Regions from separate parts of the Drosophila melanogaster genome. Here region 2 is linked to region 1. The links are chromatin contacts, called in public Hi-C maps. All regions are on one chromosome and are shown on one strand. The core of a region is the stretch at or near the end of the contact, and the rest is flanking DNA. Distances in the headings are between cores, read along the strand shown.

What was found. Hi-C and Micro-C count contacts between places; a contact is called where the count stands out from the background.
Region 2: a Hi-C map of the Kc167 cell line shows a contact between it and region 1, with 5 times the contacts expected there. A contact is called at or near these places in 4 of 107 Hi-C or Micro-C datasets (the Kc167 cell line, the S2 cell line and cellular blastoderm embryo).

Annotation. Positions count from the first base shown.
Region 1 is chr3L:16,492,438-16,499,320 of dm6, forward strand. It overlaps CG42514, which reads right to left and starts at 3,799. Exons shown (of 6, transcript NM_168669.2): 1 at 3,702-3,799; 2 at 2,863-3,099; 3 at 709-1,503; 4 at 225-563; 5 at 1-62. The coding sequence starts at 2,877. CG33158 reads left to right here. Exons shown (of 6, transcript NM_176337.2): 6 at 4,007-4,123. It overlaps CG43373, which reads right to left. Exons shown (of 31, transcript NM_168670.4): 29 at 225-563; 30 at 1-62. It overlaps st (scarlet), which reads left to right and starts at 5,214. Exons shown (of 7, transcript NM_079384.5): 1 at 5,214-5,630; 2 at 5,809-5,858; 3 at 5,967-6,103; 4 at 6,289-6,883. The coding sequence starts at 5,302.
Region 2 is chr3L:16,777,290-16,783,582 of dm6, forward strand. mus302 (mutagen-sensitive 302) reads right to left here and starts at 2,447. Exons shown (of 2, transcript NM_140662.4): 1 at 926-2,447; 2 at 1-864. The coding sequence starts at 2,192. The coding sequence ends at 305. CG9705 reads left to right here and starts at 2,811. Exons shown (of 4, transcript NM_168683.2): 1 at 2,811-3,131; 2 at 3,216-3,501; 3 at 4,174-4,296; 4 at 4,375-5,130. The coding sequence starts at 3,368. The coding sequence ends at 4,549. It overlaps Nrt (Neurotactin), which reads left to right. Exons shown (of 3, transcript NM_057450.5): 3 at 1-176. It overlaps CG9706, which reads left to right and starts at 5,721. Exons shown (of 3, transcript NM_140664.4): 1 at 5,721-5,956; 2 at 6,019-6,293. The coding sequence starts at 6,020.

The DNA of each region.
Region 1 (6,883 bases), core at 2,549-5,048:
GTGGCGAAATAGAAGAACAAGCGGGCTATCGAATGGGCCCAGGTGCCAATGAAAATGATTGTCTATGAATGAAACCATTTGAGTTGTTAAATGGATTTTTGATTGGCGTAAATGGAAATAGAAAAATTAACTTAATTTCTACTTGGTAATCTCTGAATTCCTTTTAAATTTGAATAAACAAGACTATAATCGTTGCCAAGCAATAGCTAGTAATAAGAACTCACCGTATCCCTCCATCCAAGGATCTTGTTCATCAGCGGCACAGCCAATAGCATGGCAATCACGTAGGCCGATGACTTGAATGTCTTGAAGTTGCTGTACGCACTCACATCCCAGTCAAATTTGCCCAGGGTGTACATGTAGAGATACTGCCCCTCGTCACGCTGGAAGGTGTACAGTGCCATGCTGACCAGAAGGATAATGAGAAAGCTGCGACGATGACCCTTTCGCGGCTTCACCAACACCGCCAACGAGTCCTTCACATGCTGCTTATCAAAGAAGTCGCCCCAAAAGCCACAGCATCCGAGTTCCCTCAACGATCGCTGTCTCGGCGTCGTTTGCCACTGAAAGTTGAAGTTGCGTAATTAAGGATGTGCATAGGTACAGGACTATGAAGTTATATGGATATATGATGATATGTTATGGAAGACGCATATTATTCGATGTTCTTTTGAACGTTTCGATTTCTAAGATGAATCCAAAACTTACCTTCAGGGCGCACAGGGTGTAGATGATGGCGAGGGCAAGTAGTGAAGCGTTTACGGTGAACATGTCCGCATAGGACTGATTGAACACGTTGTAAAAGAGATGCGAGCCCAGGGCCACGCCCATGGGCATGGCACTGAGGTAGATCACGTCCAGAATGGTCACCCGAATGGTGCGCTGCTGCAGCGAGGAAATGTCCGAGATGTAGGCGAAGCAGGAGGCGAAAATGGCCACATCCGCACCGGTCAACGCCGATGGCAACGTCGCCGAGTAGATGATGTTTTGCACCGGCCACGTGGTCATCCTAGCGTTGACCACTATCATCGTGGAGTAGAAAAACTTTCCCACTAGTCCCATGAGCAGGGGCAACTTTCGGCCCCGCCGATCCGAGAAGGAGCCCAGAAAAAGGGCCAGAATAATGGGGAAAACGTGGGCAGAAATGTTCTCCCACTGAAGGAACCAGGCATTGGTCAACATTGCCTTCGTTCGGAACTCCTCGTTCTCCGGCTTGTTGAGATTCCTGCAGATCTCCTCCGTGAAATTTCTGTTAACCCGACAGGACTTGTAGAGGAAGAAGTTCTGCTCCACCACCGAGGTGATCATGAAGGCGAACATGTACAGGAACATTGTGGGCTCCACGGATGTGGATTTGACCACATGCCACGCCCACTGGAGAACGGTGCGGCCCGCCGCCTCGTCACGCTGTTCCCTAACGGTGCCGGACGCGCTGTTTTCATTGTCCTCACTGTTCTCACTAGACCGACTGTTTCGTCTTTGTGCGGCATTTTCGGAGTGTGCCTGCAAGTATGCAATGGATTTTGGTATTCGAACTGCGTGATTGTTTTGATGCTGGCAATGCCATAGATTTCGAAGAGAGGATCTCGTCGTCTTTTCTCTTTTTTTCTCTTTTTTTATTTCGATGATGTTTTTATTATTTGATCAACGCACTGTTACCCATGCGGCAACTTAATTTGATCTGCTTAAATTATTTTATTTTACAATGTGTCTTGGTTACTTAAGACTAACAGATTTTTAATCCTAAAAATGATAGGGAGAATTATAATAGTTGATATAACATAGTAATTATTATTTATTTGATTATTCTAATGAATTTTAAAACTAAGACTTTCTAGGTCAAAACCAGGTTAGGGAGGTCATGAGGGTGGTGTCGCTTGAGTCTTCTTTTGACTCTAGTCCGAGGGTCAGCATTGACCACAGCTGCAGTTCCTAGCTTCCTTGCTAGGCTGTTGGGGTGTACATTAAGCCTTTCCATATATTTTTGGGCGATGTTCTGGAGCTTGTCTCCTAATTTGGGCACCTTGAGGTCGCGTTCGATGTCTCTTGTTCGTCGTCTTACGCTGTGCGTTTAAAACTCGTTTTAAGCAATAGATGCTCTACAACCCTTCGGTTTAGTTTCTCAATTGGTTCACTGAACAATTGCTTGATTATATTAATGTCTTTTGCTATCGTTCAGTTGTTAGTTACTCAAATAATTTCAGGTCTGATTTCAAAAAATCGTTTAATGATGCACTCTAAATGGTAACATCCCAAATGTGCTCTTTGCTCCAACTAGAACTAAGAGAAACTGAGGTTGTTCACTGCTTATGACTTTAGTGTAATTATAGCAACAATTTAACTGAACAAGTTCATATAAATTTTCTTATAGCAACAATTTAACAGAACAAGTTCTTTTAACATTTTCTTTACAGCTTTGAATTGCATACTAAAAGAGTATTCGTAAGTCACCAACACTTCATCATATTAATACCGACCACATGCTGACACCTTTATTATTCGTAGGTGACAAACAATGATATAAACAATGATATAATTTACGAATGTTTCCTTTATTTGCGTTTTGTGAAACCAGACGGAAAACTTAAAATCAATAATGATTCATTGCACGCACAATAACTATATTCAAGGTCAGGTCTGTTATGTTCGAAGATTTCTCTACAAGTTTCGCGCGTTTTTTTGGCATCAATTGCCATACGTAATCATTCAACGAATCACAGCGGTCCAATTTGTTCAATTTTTTAATTGCATAAAAGTCGAACTATTTTATTTAGTATTTTTTTAGTGACACCTTGTGTTTTCTTGAATTTAGAGCCTACATTTAGAAGCGCCGCAAACGAAAACAAAATAAAAAGCACTTACCCCCGTGACACTCATTTTTACTTTGCGCACCCGCTCTTACGCTGTTAATGTTAAGTATGCTGGTCTGTTAGGTTTGGTGGTGAAAGCTTTTATGCTGTAGATGTTTTTTTTTTTTACCGCTTAGCTTTTGCAATTCAAAATGTCACCGCCAAACGCAGCGTATAAATAGATTACACTGCCAGTATCAATCAGCATTTTTGGTAAATTTGCATTGGATTAGACTTCTAGCCTTTTACCCTAGATATGGGGGGTAGATTAGAATATTTTTTAATTTTGTGAATTATTCAACCAAACATATTTAAATTAAAATTTGAAATTATTATCACGAGATAGGAAACTGCAGAGAGCAGTTAAATTTCCTTACTTAGGTAATAAGTTCAATTAGCAATTGCAGCTTATCAATGATTGTTTGCTTTATATATTAGGTGAATATATTTATTATTCATTCATTATTTGTTTTCCTAATTTTGCAATAGATTAGATTTATTAAACTACACTTCAGTTGTGGAATATATCACAAAATCGGTTTTTTTTTATCTCACTTCTTGATTTTATTAGTTGCGCGTGTATGATTGTATAATTTAACTAATTTCAATTAGCGTCTAGTCGGGATTTATGCAGTTTCCATAATCTATTATCAAATCAATTTTTTGTTTTTTCAATATCAGAAACGTGCAACAAAGTAAAGCACTAAAAACCATCGATAAGGGTTTATGAAGTTTAATTAAAGACTCATTCATTTGGATTTATTACACTGGGCAACGATTTGCTCCAATAATTATTTTCAGTGATTTGCCGTGCTGTTTGTGTCGTTTGTATATTGAATTTCACATTATTACGCTGCACTTATTTTCCACTGATATTGTGTTCCAAAGAACATAAATATTTAACCGCACGGATGCGACTTGATCGCCATGTAGGTCGATAGCAACTGAAAACCCAGAGGGTTGTAGATCCGTCCACTTAAACTCGCCTTATCAGCCGAAATGCTGATACAGAGCGTTTTCTATTGGCCTCCACCTGCAATCGGAGCTTCAACGACGTTTGTTTATTACTCTTTATTTATAAACGTTTTGAATGGATTTTTCCCATAAGCTGCTGACCATTTCTGATTACATACTATTTTCTCTTTTTTTTTTTGCAGTTACCAAGAAGTTTTTGATTTACCTTGGATGCCGGAAATTTTACTGAGGAATGACATATATTTTTATACATTAAACAATTATTTGATGAACAAATAAAAAATAAATGTTATTATCTTAAAAAAAAAATGTTTTCTTTGATGCGGTTATTTTACAAAGGATATACCTTATACATTATATATATACATTATTTTGGAATGCCCAAAAGTATGCAGCAATTCCTTAGAACAACTTTCTGTTCGCCTTTCAAATGGTGAGATTAAAAAGAATGATTTTTCAAACGTGCTTCAAATCATTTATATATTAGTTAAAATTTAAAAAGTAGACAAGCCCTTGACTCTTTCCACATAAAAAAAATTATTTATTCATTATTTTAGCTAATAAAAAAAAGCCTATGTAATCCAGAGCCCTTTAATATGAAGTTCAAATCTGATTGGCACACGATCTCATTAAAAATACGTAAATTTACCCAACAAAAAAATACTTCATTGAGAAAAAGCGTCTTGTGGAAATGTGAGAATTACAGTTTCTTGTATTCATCAATCATTTTCTTGGTTCGCCTTTGAGTCAAATAAAATGCGAAAACGCGTAGCAAAACAGAGAAGACAATTGCCTCCCATCTGGTTGTTGGCTTTCCCGATCCAGCGGCGGTTTTCCGAGCTGGCTGCTTGGATGACTCTGGCGCTGCATGGCTTCCCGTTGGATTGGTGTGTTGGTCTGGACTGCATTTTCCGCTGGCAATGGTAATCGGAGCCGCCACCTAAGCCCGCTGCTTCCCAAGCGGTCGGTAAACTGCAAGACGATCGAATGCCCGCTGCCAGGGCCACCCTAAAGATTGTGGACCCCGCACCTCGGATTCCAAGTTTAACATATTTGCATTGTGGGGTGATGAGCACAGTACAGTAGTCATTGGCAAATAAGCTATTGTCATGCAAGCCGCATTATCTTAATAATACGAAAGGAAGAGTGAGAGTAGGGAGTAAGTAACGAACAAAAATGTAAAATTAATTTTAAAATAATATGTTATCTATGCAACGATTAAAAGTACATTAATTGTAATTAAGAAATATTTTTTTATAACTCTTTAAAAAAAAATAAAAATAAACAAATCCCAGATTCTTTTTGTCAAATCCTCTTTATCCAATCTTTACTGTGCCCGTCCATCTTACTGTCAACTTGGCTGTGACAACTTCTCAGCAAAGTTTAGACGGTTAGTTGGTGCCCAGCTGTGGCACGCTTCGGTTCAGAAAAAAGTCTGGCTCCTCAGCCGTGAGATCCAAGATAAAAACCAGAGATAATGTCGGATTCAGATAGCAAGCGGATCGATGTGGAGGCCCCGGAGCGAGTGGAGCAGCACGAATTGCAGGTGATGCCGGTGGGCAGCACCATTGAGGTGCCCAGCTTGGACAGCACACCCAAGCTATCGAAACGGAACAGTTCGGAGAGAAGTCTACCGCTCAGGAGCTACAGCAAATGGTCGCCCACGGAGCAGGGAGCCACTCTGGTGTGGCGGGATCTCTGCGTCTATACCAATGTCGGTGGTTCCGGTCAGCGGATGAAGCGGATCATCAACAACTCAACGGGGGCCATTCAACCGGGCACTCTGATGGCTCTAATGGGCTCGAGGTAAGCTGCTGCCGAAATCGATACCACTAAGAGATCAGGTGCACTCGAGTGGAGAAGTGCTCGAGAAGTGGTTGTCCAAAAATGTGCTAACTATGTCAAGATGTCTAATTTTCGGCTCTGATAAGCAGAGATTCCGCTGGATATCGCCCCCAACTAATAAAACTTCTACCATTCACAGTGGCTCTGGGAAAACAACACTCATGTCAACGCTCGCCTTTCGACAGCCGGGTAAGTTGTGGGCACTACCAAGTACATACGACTCTAGTTCCCGATAAGATTACACTGATCCCCATACTATCTCCGTCCGCTCCATTTGCATTGGGATCTGTGCTGCAGCCGGGACCGTCGTTCAAGGCGACATTCTGATAAACGGCCGGCGCATTGGGCCCTTCATGCATCGCATCAGCGGCTACGTCTACCAGGATGACCTCTTCCTCGGATCGCTGACTGTTCTCGAGCACTTGAACTTTATGGTGAGCTACTGTATCTTAATATCTTAGCTGATAAGTTTATTGAAAGGCTAGAATAACGTTCATTCTTGTTCAAATTAACTATCAAATTGTCTTCTTAAAGTTACCTCAGCTTGTCCTACTTTAAATATATGGTCTATACACTAGTTTAGTAGGTGGTTAAAAGTATTCTGCTCTCCCTGTTTCAGGCACATCTCCGCCTGGATCGTCGGGTGTCGAAAGAGGAGCGTCGCCTCATCATTAAAGAGCTGCTGGAGCGAACCGGCCTTCTTTCGGCGGCGCAAACTCGAATTGGTAGTGGCGATGACAAGAAGGTCCTTTCGGGGGGAGAACGCAAACGATTGGCATTCGCCGTGGAGCTGCTGAACAATCCGGTGATTCTATTTTGCGATGAGCCTACCACGGGACTGGACTCATACAGTGCCCAGCAGCTGGTGGCCACGTTGTACGAGTTGGCCCAAAAGGGCACCACCATACTGTGCACCATCCATCAGCCGAGTTCGCAGCTCTTCGATAACTTTAACAACGTAATGTTGCTGGCCGATGGGCGAGTAGCCTTTACGGGATCACCTCAGCATGCGCTTAGTTTCTTTGCGAATCATGGATACTACTGCCCGGAGGCCTACAATCCGGCAGATTTCCTAATTGGTGTCCTGGCGACCGATCCTGGCTATGAGCAGGCCTCGCAGAGATCGGCTCAACACCTTTGTGATCAGTTTGCCGTCAGCTCGGCGGCCAAGCAGCGGGATATGCTGGTTAATCTGGAGATTCACATGGCCCAGT
Region 2 (6,293 bases), core at 1,197-3,696, 280 kb after region 1:
ACCAACATTTTCTATTGCTTTATACAAGACTTATCCACAACAGACTTTGAGCATTCACAAATTGAAATCAAAAATCAAAAACAAAAACATGGAGTACACACAATATAGAATTATGTTCAGATTAATCTTGTACGCGAACCTTAAGGTTGACAAATGTTTAATAAACGGAAATAATGAAAAATTTATAACTAATAACTTAGCTTAAAAGCTCGTTTATATCAGTAGTCACATATTTCACAGAAATTAGCTAAAAGAAAATTTTTTTTGGTTATTTTCACGGAAAACTAATGCACACATACATATATCATCGCATGGAACTGTTCACTTTGTAAACTCTACACTTATTGTCGGTGAGGGCGGCCAAATAGGATCCGGCCTGGGTAGCCACAGGGCAGATGTCGTAGATCACCTCGTTGACCGGCATTGTTTGCACTCGCTCCTCCCGCCGCACATCATGCATCATCAGCTGCTTACTATCCTGGAGATAGCCAACCACTAAGGTATTATCCTCGACGGCCAGTTGGGTCGGTCGCGTCATAACCGGTGTGGCCTTCGATCCATATATGGTGGCCTTGACCTTCAGCACCGGCGTTCCGTCAATCTTGTCCATTCGACCAAGTATGAAGCGAGACTGGGGGAAATTCGGATTGGATCGTGCCGATATGAGCACCGTGTCCTGCACGGCATCGTATTGCATGGACAGAAAGGGTCCCTCCACATTTAGCCGAGTGGGCACAGCCGTATCACTGGCCGCAGCGTACTCGTAGAATGTAAGGGCCGTAAGTTGGCAGACCAGGAAGCCACCGCTGGTAAAAATCTTATTGGGTTGCACAGGAGCTATGTGTATCACAGGACTTAAGTTCACTGTAGGGAATAAGTAAATGATTTAAGCGGGTATTAACGTTTGCATATTCATCACACTCACCTTCGGCTTGGAACTCGCAGAGAATGTTCTCGGGAAACCGCAAGTCGTAGATATAAACTCCACCTCGCAGATCTCCGCCGTATAGAAAGTGTTCGCGCTCGTTGCGATCCAGGGCGCAAGACCACAGCATCTTGTCATGAGCGGTGAACATAGACGAGCAAAGCCGTGTTCTTATGTCGAATATCTTGATCTTTAGTTCCCGACTGGCCACAGTGAGCAAGTGCTGTGAGTCACTAAAAGCAATGTCCCGGATTAGGAGTGCCGAGGTGTGCAGGAATTGCAGGGGCTTGAAGGTAGGTGGATCAATAAAGCGTACGCCGTAGCCGGGGAACAGGTTTTGGGCACTCTTTTGCGAGGCCACCAGCATGGAGTGCTTGGCGGAATAGAGCAATACACGGCAGCCGGGATCTCGAGTTATCTCGAAGTTCTTCTCCATGTACAATCGGTAGGTGGCTAGTTGTTGAATGCTCTTCTGGCCGGATGCATCGCCTCCGAAGGCTCCCCGACCACCACCTGCCCTCACCAGCTCCTTAAGCCGTTCGTAGTCCTTCTGCAGGAGAATCAGCTTCTCAGTGGTGAGTGTGTTAGCCAGCTTCGCGGTAGCCAGCTCTGTTGTTAGAGTATGTGTACGCCGCCGCTCCGCCTCCAGCTGCTCCCTAATATCCGTGTCCAGCATCTGAATGCGCTTCGCATACAGATGACGGATATCTCTAAATGTGGCCTTCGTCTTGCACTGCGGGCACACCTTCACAGAAGATTGGCGATGGCTTTCGTTTAACCACCGCCGAATGCAGCTTTCCCCAAAGAGGTGACCACATCGCAGCGAGACCAGTCGATGCTCGCCACTCATCTCCCAGGAATCCAGACAAATGGGACAGGTCATGCCATCGTCCTCGTCATCTACAACTATTGGTTTGCCCTCGGGCGACTTTTTAAGGCTTTTATCGGCAGCAGCGGAGAGACGTTTACGTTTCTTGGGCGGTGATGGCGTTTCTAATGAGATCACCTCCTGCTCTTCGCCTTGATTGCGGCGGGAATTTCTCGGGGGACTGGGCAAATGCGGAGGATCTACCAGAATTAAAGGCGGAACTCTCGGTTGCTCGGGTTCCGCGTTCTCACCAGGCTGGTCACGTTGTTCATCAATCTCAACCGCCGGCTGCAGACCTTCAACTGGATTGAGGATTACCTCATCATCACCAGAGCTATCATCTGTAGAGGTCTCATCGGCATAAACTTCCGGATCAAGAGCTTCGGTTTCATTCTCCATTCCTTGCAGCAGGATGTCTGAATTCCGCTTTCTCGCTTCAGACTGATCGCATTCCCTGCTGCCCGATGAGTATATTTCCGGATCCACGGCGCTGTCGCCTTTTGCGAAACCTTCGCTGTCCGTTTCACCTATATATGGTCTCAATCAAGTTTTCCTCTTGGAAAACATGAAAGTTCTTGTTATTATTTTATCTATTTCGCGACTTTCCTGCAATAGGACGCTAAATTTCAAGCTAGGGATGGTCAAGATCGAGATGCTTTAGTGATGGAACAACGGGGTGAAACTATCGAGTACTACATGTAAATAAATATATTTAAATATTCATTGTTAGTGTGGACAACATATTAGTCTGAACACATTTTTTTCGTATATCAAGCATATAAAAAAAGAATCTATATAAGAGTTGAGTGTTTGTGCGGAAAATGCAATTTTTTAATTGTTTAAAATAATTATAAATGCTTTCAATTAAATTTTCACATCTATTTATTCTACCAACAAGTTGGAGTAACTTGTAATTAATCCTGTTTGTTCGTTAAATTTGATTTTCAAATTTTATTCATGTTGCTATAAACATCGATTGCCAATTAGGCTAAGCGATAGGTTTTGGGATTTCTGGAACATTCCAAAACGTTCACTCTGAGGTCTGACTTTGACGCCTCCGCCGCCATTCGTTAAAAAACTGAAATTCTTAAAAAGCGCGCATCAAGCCGGTGTAATAATTGATAAAAAAGTTTAAAAAAATCCCAGATTCCAAAGTTGATAAAAGTCATACCGCGCAGGACTGATTTAGGGGGTACAAATAACATTGGCAACCGGCGTTTCGCACAGCGGTAAAATTTGCATCAGTGTGTGGGTGTTTCGCAAAAAAAAAAGAAGCTAAGCCAGGATTTTTGGATTGCCAATTATCAAGGTGCTAGGAAAGAGGGCGTGAAGTTGTCGGTAAGCTGACCGAGTACACGTGAATTAAGTGCAACGCAATTTGCTGACTGACTAACCCGCCCCCCGTGGCCTTGAACTCGACAGACTTGGCTGCCGTCCACTCACCCACAAACACACATACGCACATATATACACACGCGCAAGCCGCTTCTACTGTCTGAAGAGAGGAGAGGAAAAGAGCGAAGAAAGGGGAAGAACGCATAAATCGGCAAGTAAACGAGCAGTGTAAGAAAGCCATGACCGAACCAAGGACGCCCGAGAAGCTGCTGGCCGCCAAGCCGCCGGTTTTACACCACAACAGCCATAGTCCCAATGCCTCGCTGCAGCTGCCCAGTCCCATCATCACGAGGCGCACTCGCACGGCCTCGACGTAAGTCCTCCTGCACTGCCCTGCCCACCCAACCAGCAAAACCACCCACCCACTACTGGCCCCACACACACTTGACCCCAAGGGGAACTTGGCCCCTATGCAGAGCCTTTATGGGGCCAAATAGGCGCCGAAAGTTCACATTATTTCACAAGGTTCGCTCTTTTGTATGAAAACCAAATACAACCTTTTGAAATAGTAAAAGAATAGCATGGAAGCTTGTAATTTCTAAAGCAAAAGCTTTCTATAATGTTTTAAACTGCATTTGTTGAATTAGATGAGCAAACATAATGAAACAAACAGTAATTAGTAATCGAACATGGAACACTTTATTGGTTCCACATTTACATTTAATATATTTATTTTTATGTGTATATACTTATAAATATTTTTATAACCGTAAGGACCATTTTTTTTGAAAGTTTAAATTTGTAAACCCCATACTTTTTCAATTATTTCATTGTACATACATACATACATTCAGAAATCAGTCGCTGCCGAATTTATAAGCTCTCGGAACCCTTTCGAACATAATCCACGTACTTAAATTCTTCCCCCTCATATCCCCATGCGCATCCTCCATTGATTAACTTGTCTCTTCCTGCTTAATTCTTTTCCCAAACGCTGCCAAAACGCAAACACGCGCAAACTCAAAATAACGCTGAAAAAACATAGCTCCGCTCGGGCCTTGGAAAATCCGGTTGTGACCGGTATGGTGAAATCCTTCAGCCGCACCAAAGGACACGGCTTCATTACACCCAACGCCGGCGGAGAGGACGTTTTTTGCCACGTTTCCGAGTAAGTGAATGAATATTGCATGCGCGGCGACCTTTGCGCTGGCTCTGTAAGACCTACAAAAATGTAATCTTCCCACAGCATCGAAGGTGAATATGTGCCCATGCCCGGGGACGAGGTCAAATACCGTCTGTGCGCCATTCCGCCCAAGTATGAGAAGCACCAGGCCGTGCACGTGCAGATTAGCCACCTGACGCCGGAGGTGCACCACAAGTGGGAGGAGCCATTCTATGGTGGCTCCTCGCCCGCTAAGTAAAGCTGAAGCTTGTGGCCCTGGGAGATTTCGAAGCTCGGAAGCGGAAAAGTGTGTTGTTAAAAGCTGAACGGCCTTCCAAGAAATTTAATTGAGCTAGAGCACGCCACCCGAGATGAACGAAACGGAAAACCGGAACAGAACAATAACCATGAAAGTAAACGAAAGCACAGCAATCGAAGCAGCCAGGAAAAAGCCGAAACCAGACCAGAACGTAATAGAATGGAACAACAGGCCTGCCATCCAGCCAGCCAGCGAGCAGCATCACAAGAGTTTCAATTGAACACTTAATTAGAATTTAAGCTAAGCTATGGAAGTCAAACAAAACGCAGTCACAAATATTGCCTTTCCCTCTGGAAGAGGGGAGAGCAACCGCAACCAGTTTCGAGTATATTATTAAAAGCGCGTATGTATTTGGAAATTGAAATTGTTATTCGAGAAGCCACTAGCACAGCGCCTGCGATGCTGTGGTGCCCTGTATCAGTAATTACTTTTAATTATAACAAAACATCTGAATGTGTTCGCGAAGCAAACAAGCAAAATGCTCTCAGTAATTCACTTTATTATTAAAACAGCTGCAAAACAATTCCATCGGTGATTTTTCTGGAGTGGCGTGGGAGTTATCAGCATGGAGTGTGTATTGTACGCACAATTGCGGTCAGCATAATAGCCGCTTGCTTGTATGTGTTCTAATAAAATTTTATGCAAAATTATTAATCTTACGTTTTTATTACGGCATCTAAATGTTCATTTTAGATATTAGCTAATGTCTGATTGTAATATCACGATATTCATAACATGGCAAAATATTGTTTTAGCCGCAGCTGTAACTTGTATTTAATTTAGTGGTGTATCTTATCTGCAGTGAAAGCAGATACTTTTTGCAGCCCAAAGCATACATGAATTTTTGGCTCACTATTGAAAATATATTTCCTGCGTTCTGCAGAAAATCGAAACCGTAACATATTCAATAAAAAAAAACCAACCTTTTTGCCACAATAGATACCTAAAGATTTCCGCCCGCTAAATTTATCAAGTAGAGCCATAAATAGCCAAACCAACTCATACTCCTAAAATTATGGATTTCCATTTCGTAAGTCTCCCGCCACTCAGTTTGAATTTCGAATGATTAGTGTGACCATGCGGCGGTTTATAGCAACTGCATGCGTAGTGCGACAGAGAGTTGCTATAAAAATATATTGGAACGTCAACAAACATATGCCACGAAAGAAAATATTCCGATTCAACGGAAAATGAATTAATTAAAGACCGAACTGGCAGATATTCAGAAAGCCATTCGATCGTACATTTAACCAAATTAAAGGCATCGAGGGAATTGTATCGGGAAAATACGTAAAAAGCTCTACATTTGAGTGACGTGGTGTTATTTGTTGGTGATTAGAAAAACAGGTGAGCCTGTGGCCCCCAAACTAGCATGTCTTTATAATATATACCTATCGCTATTTGATCAGCATGTCCGCCATAAGGAGAAAGCCAACGGGCAGCAATGCCGACCAGGAGTTGCTCATCGACGAGCCACCAAAGTCGGAAAAGGTGGCGGAGCACCAGAAACCAGATATTCGTGGAGACCGGAGGAATATAGCCATACTGCTGTTCCTGTACGTTCTACAGGGCATTCCCATCGGGCTCATAGCAGCCATACCAATGTTGCTGCAAAATAGAGGAGCTAGCTACAAACAACAGGCGGAGTTTTCATTCGCCTACTGGCCATTCAGCTTAAAGCTGC